Regions from separate parts of the Mus musculus genome. Here region 2 is linked to region 1. Evidence: chromatin contacts called from public Hi-C data. All regions are on one chromosome and are shown on one strand. Each heading gives the region's core, a stretch centred on a gene start, on an enhancer-like site or on the middle of the called end of the contact. The rest is flanking DNA. Distances are from core to core; before and after follow the strand shown. Region 1 has its middle 42 kb from the start of Gm34960. Region 2 has its middle 8.0 kb from the start of Gm52779.

Region 1 (3,614 bases), core at 166-2,665:
CCTCTCTCCTTCTCTCCCTTTGTGTGCCTGTGTGATTAGCTTAGGACTTTGTTGCCTGGGACTTTTTAAATTCTTCCTGAGTTTACAGTTTTCCCCCTCTTGTATTCATTTCCAACTATGTTTGAACTCCCTGGAGAACTAGCTGTTTTAAATTTGTGGTTTTAGAGGCCAGGTTAGGAACTTATCCAAAGAGGAGACTCAGCCCCAGTTTCCATAAGGCTACCTCTTCATGGGTGAGAAAAAAAAAGACCTCATAGCCACCAAGCAGGATGTCTTTCTTTGAAGCTGGAGTTGGGTGAGCAGCTGAGTTCACCCAACTAGATGTAGACTAGAGGGAAATGATCACAGTTCAGCTTGGTTCTACCCTTATTAGGTGTTAGGTCTCTCTCCCTCTCTCCCTCTCTCTCCCTCTCTCCCTCTCTCCCTCTCTCCCTCTCTCCCTCTCTCCCTCTCTCCCTCTCTCTCCCTCTCTCTCCCTCTCTCCCTCTCTCCCTCTCTCCCTCTCTCTCCCTCTCTCTCCCTCTCTCCCTCTCTCCCTCTCTCTCTCCCTCTCTCCCTCTCTCCCTCTCTCCCTCTCTCCCTCTCTCCCTCTCCCTTTCCCTCTCCTCCTCTCTCCCTCTAGCCCCCTTCTGCCACATACACACATACACATACCACAACACACACACACTCATACATACCACACAGAAACACACACACAGGATCATATATTTGAGTACTTGGTTCACACACACAAATACAAACACACACACACACACACACACACACACACACACACACACACACACACACACAGGATCATAGATTTGAATACCCAGCTAGCTGTGCTATTTTAGGAGATTTGGGGACTTTTAAGAGGCAGGGCCTTGTTGGAGGAAGTGGACACAGTGGGGGAGCCCTATGGCATAAGCTTGTAGTTATGACTGAATCTCTTCTGTGTCCTAGACTGCTCAGGTGATGTCACCAGCAGCCCATGCTCCCACTGCCCCAACCGCAGGCTGTGACACTGCCATACCTTTCATATCACATGAGCAAAAAAAAAAAAAAAAAAATCCTTCTTTCTTCAAGTGGTCTCTTCTAGCACTTCTTATACATCATTTTGAGAATCACAACATTTCTTTCTCCAATCCTCAGTTTCCCCCTGTATGAAACACAATGGATGAGTTTCTCTGACGTCCTCTTAGGGTAATGATGCAAAAGTGAATGAGATACCGCATAGGGTTTTCCATGCTGTGGTTTCTCTCCCTCGCATCCATCCCTAAGCCTGAGATGCTTCGTTTCAGCGAGGCTCCATGGGTTTGTGCACTAGATGTCAGCAGAGCTCCACCGTTCAATTGGCCCTGCGTTGGAGGGGGGGGGGTGTTCTATTCATGGAAAACACTTCCCAAATGTTCTCATTGTGCTTTGCTGAGCCTGCAGTCCTGTCTCTGCCCTGCACCCACCCCACCCATCTGGCTAGAATTCCCTGTCAGCACAACTGGCCACTGTGTTGAAGCTTCCCACTCAGGGTTTCTGGAGAAATTCCTCTAGTATTCTTATTCTCCAAGCATTCGTTCAGAAAGCATGAAACCCAAGAGGGGATTAAAAAAATTTTTTTAATGCAGGGCAACATCACAAAGGATACTTGCTGCAGACAAAGTCAATGCTGTTCCAATTAAGCGTTTCTGTGCTCCATCCTTCTTCAGTGTCCAGTTGTCACAGCCACGTTTCAAGGTTCCTCTCTGGTAACAATTGGAGCTTGAAGCAGAAACTCAAGAGCTGGCTTTGTGTGTCCCAGAAGCACTCACTCATCAAGCAAAACTTCTTCTACAGCTGTGGTTCTCAACCTTCCTAACGCGGTGACCCTTTAATATACTTCATGTTGTGGTGACCCCAGCCTTAACATTATTTTCCTTGCTACTTTATGACTGTAATTTTACTACTGTTATGAATTGTAATGTAAATATGCAGTGTATCTGACATGTGACCCCCCCAAAGGGGCCATGACCCACAGGTTGAGAATCAGTGGTCTACTGAGAAGAAGAAATATCTTAGACCCTTGGGTGGTCTTGCTTAAGCACATGGGCTTTAGAGCTATGTCCTTCTTTTGGAAAAAAAAAAAAAAACTATGTCTTTCCTTGCTAAAGGTTTGGCCTCCTGCTGGGTGGGATGTGGGTTGGAGGCTGCTGGGTTAAAACAGGACCATGTTTTGGCTTCTTCAGCCCTGGCAATCTTGCTGATATCATTGTTGCTCCTTACACTGGCAGCAACATCATTTCCCTGCATGCTGACAAAGTGCAAGATGCGTTTAGAATTTGCTTTCCTTCGGAGAATGAAGGGTATTCAGCATTCAGTGTCTGACATTGCCTGAGATTGCCACTTCACATATATAACATGGAGACCACAAAGGCACACTGCTACGCACAGGCTACACAAGCTTTCTCTTTCCGAAGGTTGCTCTTCTCACATGAGACGGTCCCACCGGTTTATTTTCTATTCCATTTAATTTTCTTGTAGAAGCTTGAGAAGGATTTCATCGTATTTTTATTGAGCACCTATTATGAAATAGGCCCTGAGCTAGTTGCTGAAGACAGCCCCGCCCCCTCCAAGTCTCTGGTTGGCAGGTACGTGAATATCAGGTATCTCTGGTGACTAGCTGGAGACCTGGGATGGGAGAGGATATGGGGAGTCTATTGAGGTGACCCTCACTTCAATTCCTACCAGAGGGGGCCATAGAGACTGATATTGGCGCTTTAACTGAAACATGAACCAGCATTGATTAGCTTGAGAAGGAAGGAGTTCATTTAAGACAAAGACCCCATGACAGGAGGGCACACAACATGGTGATACATACATTTAACCCCAGCACTCAGAAGGAAGGTCTCTGGGAGTTCCAGGCCAGCTTGTTCTACATATTGAGTGCCAGGGTAGCCAGGCTATATTGGGCTATATAGTGAAGCTACTTTGTCTCAAACACACACACACACACACACACACACACACACACACACCCCAGTGCATGCATGTGTGTGCGTGTATGTGTGCTTGTGTGTGTATGTGTGTGGTGGTGGCTCAGACAATGAGACAGTGATCTACCAAACAATAGACACCACAGTAGAGGATCCAGCATGTGAGCCAGCTAATGAGTTCAGAGTTAGAAAGGTGGAGAGTTCCATTTTACATTAGGTTTGATAAGTTTCTCTGGGGACATCCAAGAAGACATGTTAACCAGAAGAGGGGTGACAGTGTAACATGTCTGGGCTTGAGTTATAAATACACAAGTGTTTCACAGACAAAAACCGAAACCATGATTGAAATCTGTAAACTAGATTGTGCAGAGGAGAGACTTACGGTTTCATGTAAAAGTATCTGGAATCAGATAAAAACCTAGAAATGAATACATCCAGGCCAAGCTCTGACCTAAGCTGGCGGGCCTGGGCCCTGCATACTGACAGGTGTACAGAATCTAATGAGCCACACGGTTTGATGGGCCACAGAGGGGATCCCATAAATCTAGATCTGACTGGAGCTGAGAATCCAAATCTCCCCCCTCATACTTGGACAAGGAGAATATTTTATGCTATTTTTACTTAATAAGGCACTTTTGCCAAGTCTATATTTTAAAATCATTCTTT
Region 2 (3,589 bases), core at 19-2,518, 1.2 Mb after region 1:
TGTGATCCAATGACCTCTATGTAATGCCACCATCTGGTAACCAAGTCTTCAACTCAGGAGACTTTGAAGCCATTTTGTGTCCAAACCATGACAAGTCTATTTTCCTTTTTTTTTTTTTTTAAGTTTAAAAAAAATATTTTATGTTAATGGGTGTTTTCTTTTTCCCTGCATCTATGTCTGAACTACACATACGGCTGCTTCCCATAGAGGCCACAAGAGGTTGTCAGATCCGCTGGAACTGGAGTTACAGACAGCTGTGAGCCTCTGTGCAGGTTCTGAGAACCAAACCTGAGCCCTCTGAGAGCAGCAAGAGTTCTCAGCCACTGAGCCGTCTCTGCAGCTCTCCTTCCTTGTAGCATCCAACTGCCTTTGGTATTGTAGTCTATGGTGTAATCTACCTTAAGGGCGATTCTCTTTGGCTATACTCATCATATGTTCAGGATCTAACATAAAGACATGGCCAAGGATTTTCTGAACCCTCTTACAATTTTTAAAAAAAAAAAAACACATTTATACAGGTAATGGAAAGAAATGACTTTTTAATTAAAGATTTACTATTGTTATTTTTAATTGTGTGTATGGAAGGTCTGAGTGTGGATGTGTGCACCTAAGTGCAGGTGCTCAAGAGAGCCAGAGGAGCCAGAGGAGCCAGCTTCCCCCTGGAGTTACAAGTGGTTGTGAGCCTGTCACCATGGATACTGAGTACCAGACTCTAAAAGAACAGTATGTGCTCTTAACCACTGAGCCATCCTCTATAAACCCAGAATTTAAAAAAAAAAATTTACTTTCAGGCTAGGGAGATGGCTCAGTGGTTAAGAGCACTTGCTGCTCTTGCAGAGGTCCTGAGTTCAATTCCTAGCACGCACATGGTAGCTCAAAACCATTCACAACTTTAGTTCCAGGAGATCTCATGTCCTTTTCTGACCTCTTTCGACACCAAGTATACATGTGGTACATACATATACATGTGGGCAAAACATTCACTCATAAAATAAAAAGAATACTTTTTTAAGATGTCTTTCATTGCAAAGAATGATCTTGCCTGTAGTCAGAACTAGGCTGGACCACAAAGATAAGGAATGGACACCTCTCTGTGTATGCCTGCCACAGGTAAACTGCTTTAAGTCTCGTGGGCGTGCTTCAGATCCTCCTGTTCGTAGACCTCAATATATTTGAGAATCCTTCCATTTTCTCTTTAGGCAGAGTGAGTCACATTCCGCTGGTGCAGCGCTGACTCACTGGAGACCAGTTATGGAGAGGACATTTAGAAAAGGACCTTTTGGATTCAAAGTCTAGAGATGGATCATTTCCTGGTGCGTGTCAGCAGAAGAACTCACGCAGCTGGCCCTCTGAAAGGAATTCTTAAGTCCCAGCGCTCAGAGGAAACTGTGGAGTTAAGATTGTTTGTTCATGGCAGAATTGGCTCTAGAACCAGAAAGGTTAAATTATAAATCTTCGACAAAACACAAGTTTCTCTACATCATTTTCCTCTGGAACTAGATGAGAAACAGCTGGACGCTGGAATAGAAAAACCACTGGAAAGACTCAATGGTGGCCAGCAATGCTTGCTCTGGCCCTTCCTGCAGCCAATGCCCGATCCCAGACTCAGCTCAGCTGTCTGATTCCCCAGAATCTCTTCCAGAACATTCCACCTCTTGCTTCCTCCTGAGCACACCTCCCCATTCCTCATGGCACTCTGGCTACTGGGAAGTATCTTACTCACCTGTTTGTCATCACTATTCTTGCCACAGTGTGTCATGAGAGTAGCAGTCTCGCCTGGCTGTGTGTCACAGTCACATCCCACAGGGCAGGCACATGCAGGTGCTCAGCTGATGTGTTCCGACGGGCTCGCACATGACTGACTGACCACTGCATTCTGCAGTTTTCTCCTCACCATTTCTTGTGCAGCCAGAGGCAAGCTGATGAGATGCACAAGAATAGTTTGGCACCAGCCTGACTTCAAACTCCACTTGAGATACCTAGAAAGTCTAGCCGGCGCAGGCTTTTGTGAGTTCAGCATAGATGGCTTATTTTTCTCACATCTGTCTCCCTAGCCTTCAGAACTCTGCTTGGGATATAAAAGACACTCAACAAATGGATAGATCTTTACCAGTTACGTGTTAACCATTATTACTAACAACCTATCTCATCTAATCACCACTACAACAGAATGCTTGTACTGGCTGGATTTGTGTGTCAACTTGACACAAGCTGGAGTTATCATAGAGAAAGCAATTTCAGTTGGGGAAATGCCTCCATGAGATACAACTGTAAGGCCTTTTCTCAATTAGTGATCAAGGGGGGGAGGGCCCCTTGTGGGTGCTGCCATCCCTGGGCTGGTAGTCTTGGGTCTATAAGAGAGAAGCAAGCCAGGGGAAGCAAGCCAGTAAGTAACATCCCTCCATGGCCTCTGCATCAGCTCCTGCTTCCTGACCTGCTTGAGTTCCAGTCCTGACTTCCTTTGGTGATGAACAGCAGTATGGAAGTGTAAGCCGAATAAACCCTTTCCTCCCCAACTTGCTTCTTGGTCATGATGTTTGTGCAGGAATAGAAACCCTGACTATGACAGTGCTAAACTGTACGTCACATTTTATAGATGAGAAAAAGGAGCTTTGGAGTTCCCTTCAGTTCAAAAACAAAACAACAAAAACAAACCTCTCCAGGAAGAATGTTTGTAGGCAGGTCTGTCAGACACCAAGACCATAAAACAGTTGCCATCTCCCGGCCTCCCAAATGGCCCTAACACAAAGTCAAAAAGAGTTTTCTTTTTTTAAGGCGTTTAGTGGGATCAAAGCTGCATCCTACTATAATCCACTGAACCAAAATGTAACCTCATCACCACTGTACCCAGGCCAGGGCCTGGCACGGAGCGGGTGTTGATGAGCGTTAATAAGTAATTGATTGAAGAAAAGAACTAAGGGAGACAGGAGGGGAGTAGAAGGAAGGGTGGGAGAGAGATCTCTGGAGACCCTCGGGGAAAGGCCAGCAGTCATGGGCTTTCTGAGAGGGTGTTATGTCAGAAGCAGCATACACGTGTAGATCCTGTCCCTGACTTCATGATAGAAGCTGCCAGCACCCTGGGAAGCCCCAAATGTGTCCCTGCTCCATCTGCCAAGTCTCCAGTCCTATCAGCATCCTGCCTGGTATTTGAGCTCTCTCAAGGAGGACCTGGGTTGACCCTGTGACCTGCCAGGAGGGAAGAAACAAAGAAACACTGTCTGGGATGTGAATTCCTGTCTCCCACCCCTGTTCCTCCATCACATTAAGGAATAAGACCAGATCCCCCAGGGTGAACGGAGCTCAGCAGTGGAGCACTACTCGCCTTGGATGTACAAGGTCCTAGATTGTGGTCCTCAATAAAAGAGAGCGGGGCTGGCAAATTGGCTCCGTGGGTATTGAGTCTGATAATCAGAGTTTGATCCGAGAACTCACAATGGTAGGAGAGAAACAAGTTATTCTCTGACCTCTGCATGCAAGATCTGGTACACACACACACACACACACACACACACACACACAATTAATTAATTAATCAATTATTCATAATAAATAAACAGATGTGATTTTTAACTTTTTAAGAAAGAAAGAG

The links. Hi-C and Micro-C count contacts between places; a contact is called where the count stands out from the background.
Region 2: a Hi-C map of ventricular fibroblasts shows a contact between it and region 1, with 6 times the contacts expected there. The contact joins two enhancer-like sites. A contact is called at or near these places in 2 of 39 promoter capture datasets (the 3T3-L1 cell line and hippocampal neurons), 6 of 484 Hi-C or Micro-C datasets (cardiomyocytes, cerebral cortex, cortical neurons and 2 more) and 1 of 115 datasets of contacts at active chromatin or transcription factors (astrocytes).

Annotation. Positions count from the first base shown.
Region 1 is chr5:73,760,541-73,764,154 of GRCm38.p6, forward strand. No RefSeq gene overlaps it. Among named protein-coding and RNA genes, the nearest start is that of Gm34960, 42 kb to the right of the region's middle. Within about 2 kb of position 1,416, at least 63 of the 459 cell types and tissues checked have an H3K27ac peak or open chromatin away from gene starts, as enhancers often do.
Region 2 is chr5:74,934,538-74,938,126 of GRCm38.p6, forward strand. No RefSeq gene overlaps it. Among named protein-coding and RNA genes, the nearest start is that of Gm52779, 8.0 kb to the right of the region's middle. Within about 2 kb of position 1,269, at least 56 of the 459 cell types and tissues checked have an H3K27ac peak or open chromatin away from gene starts, as enhancers often do.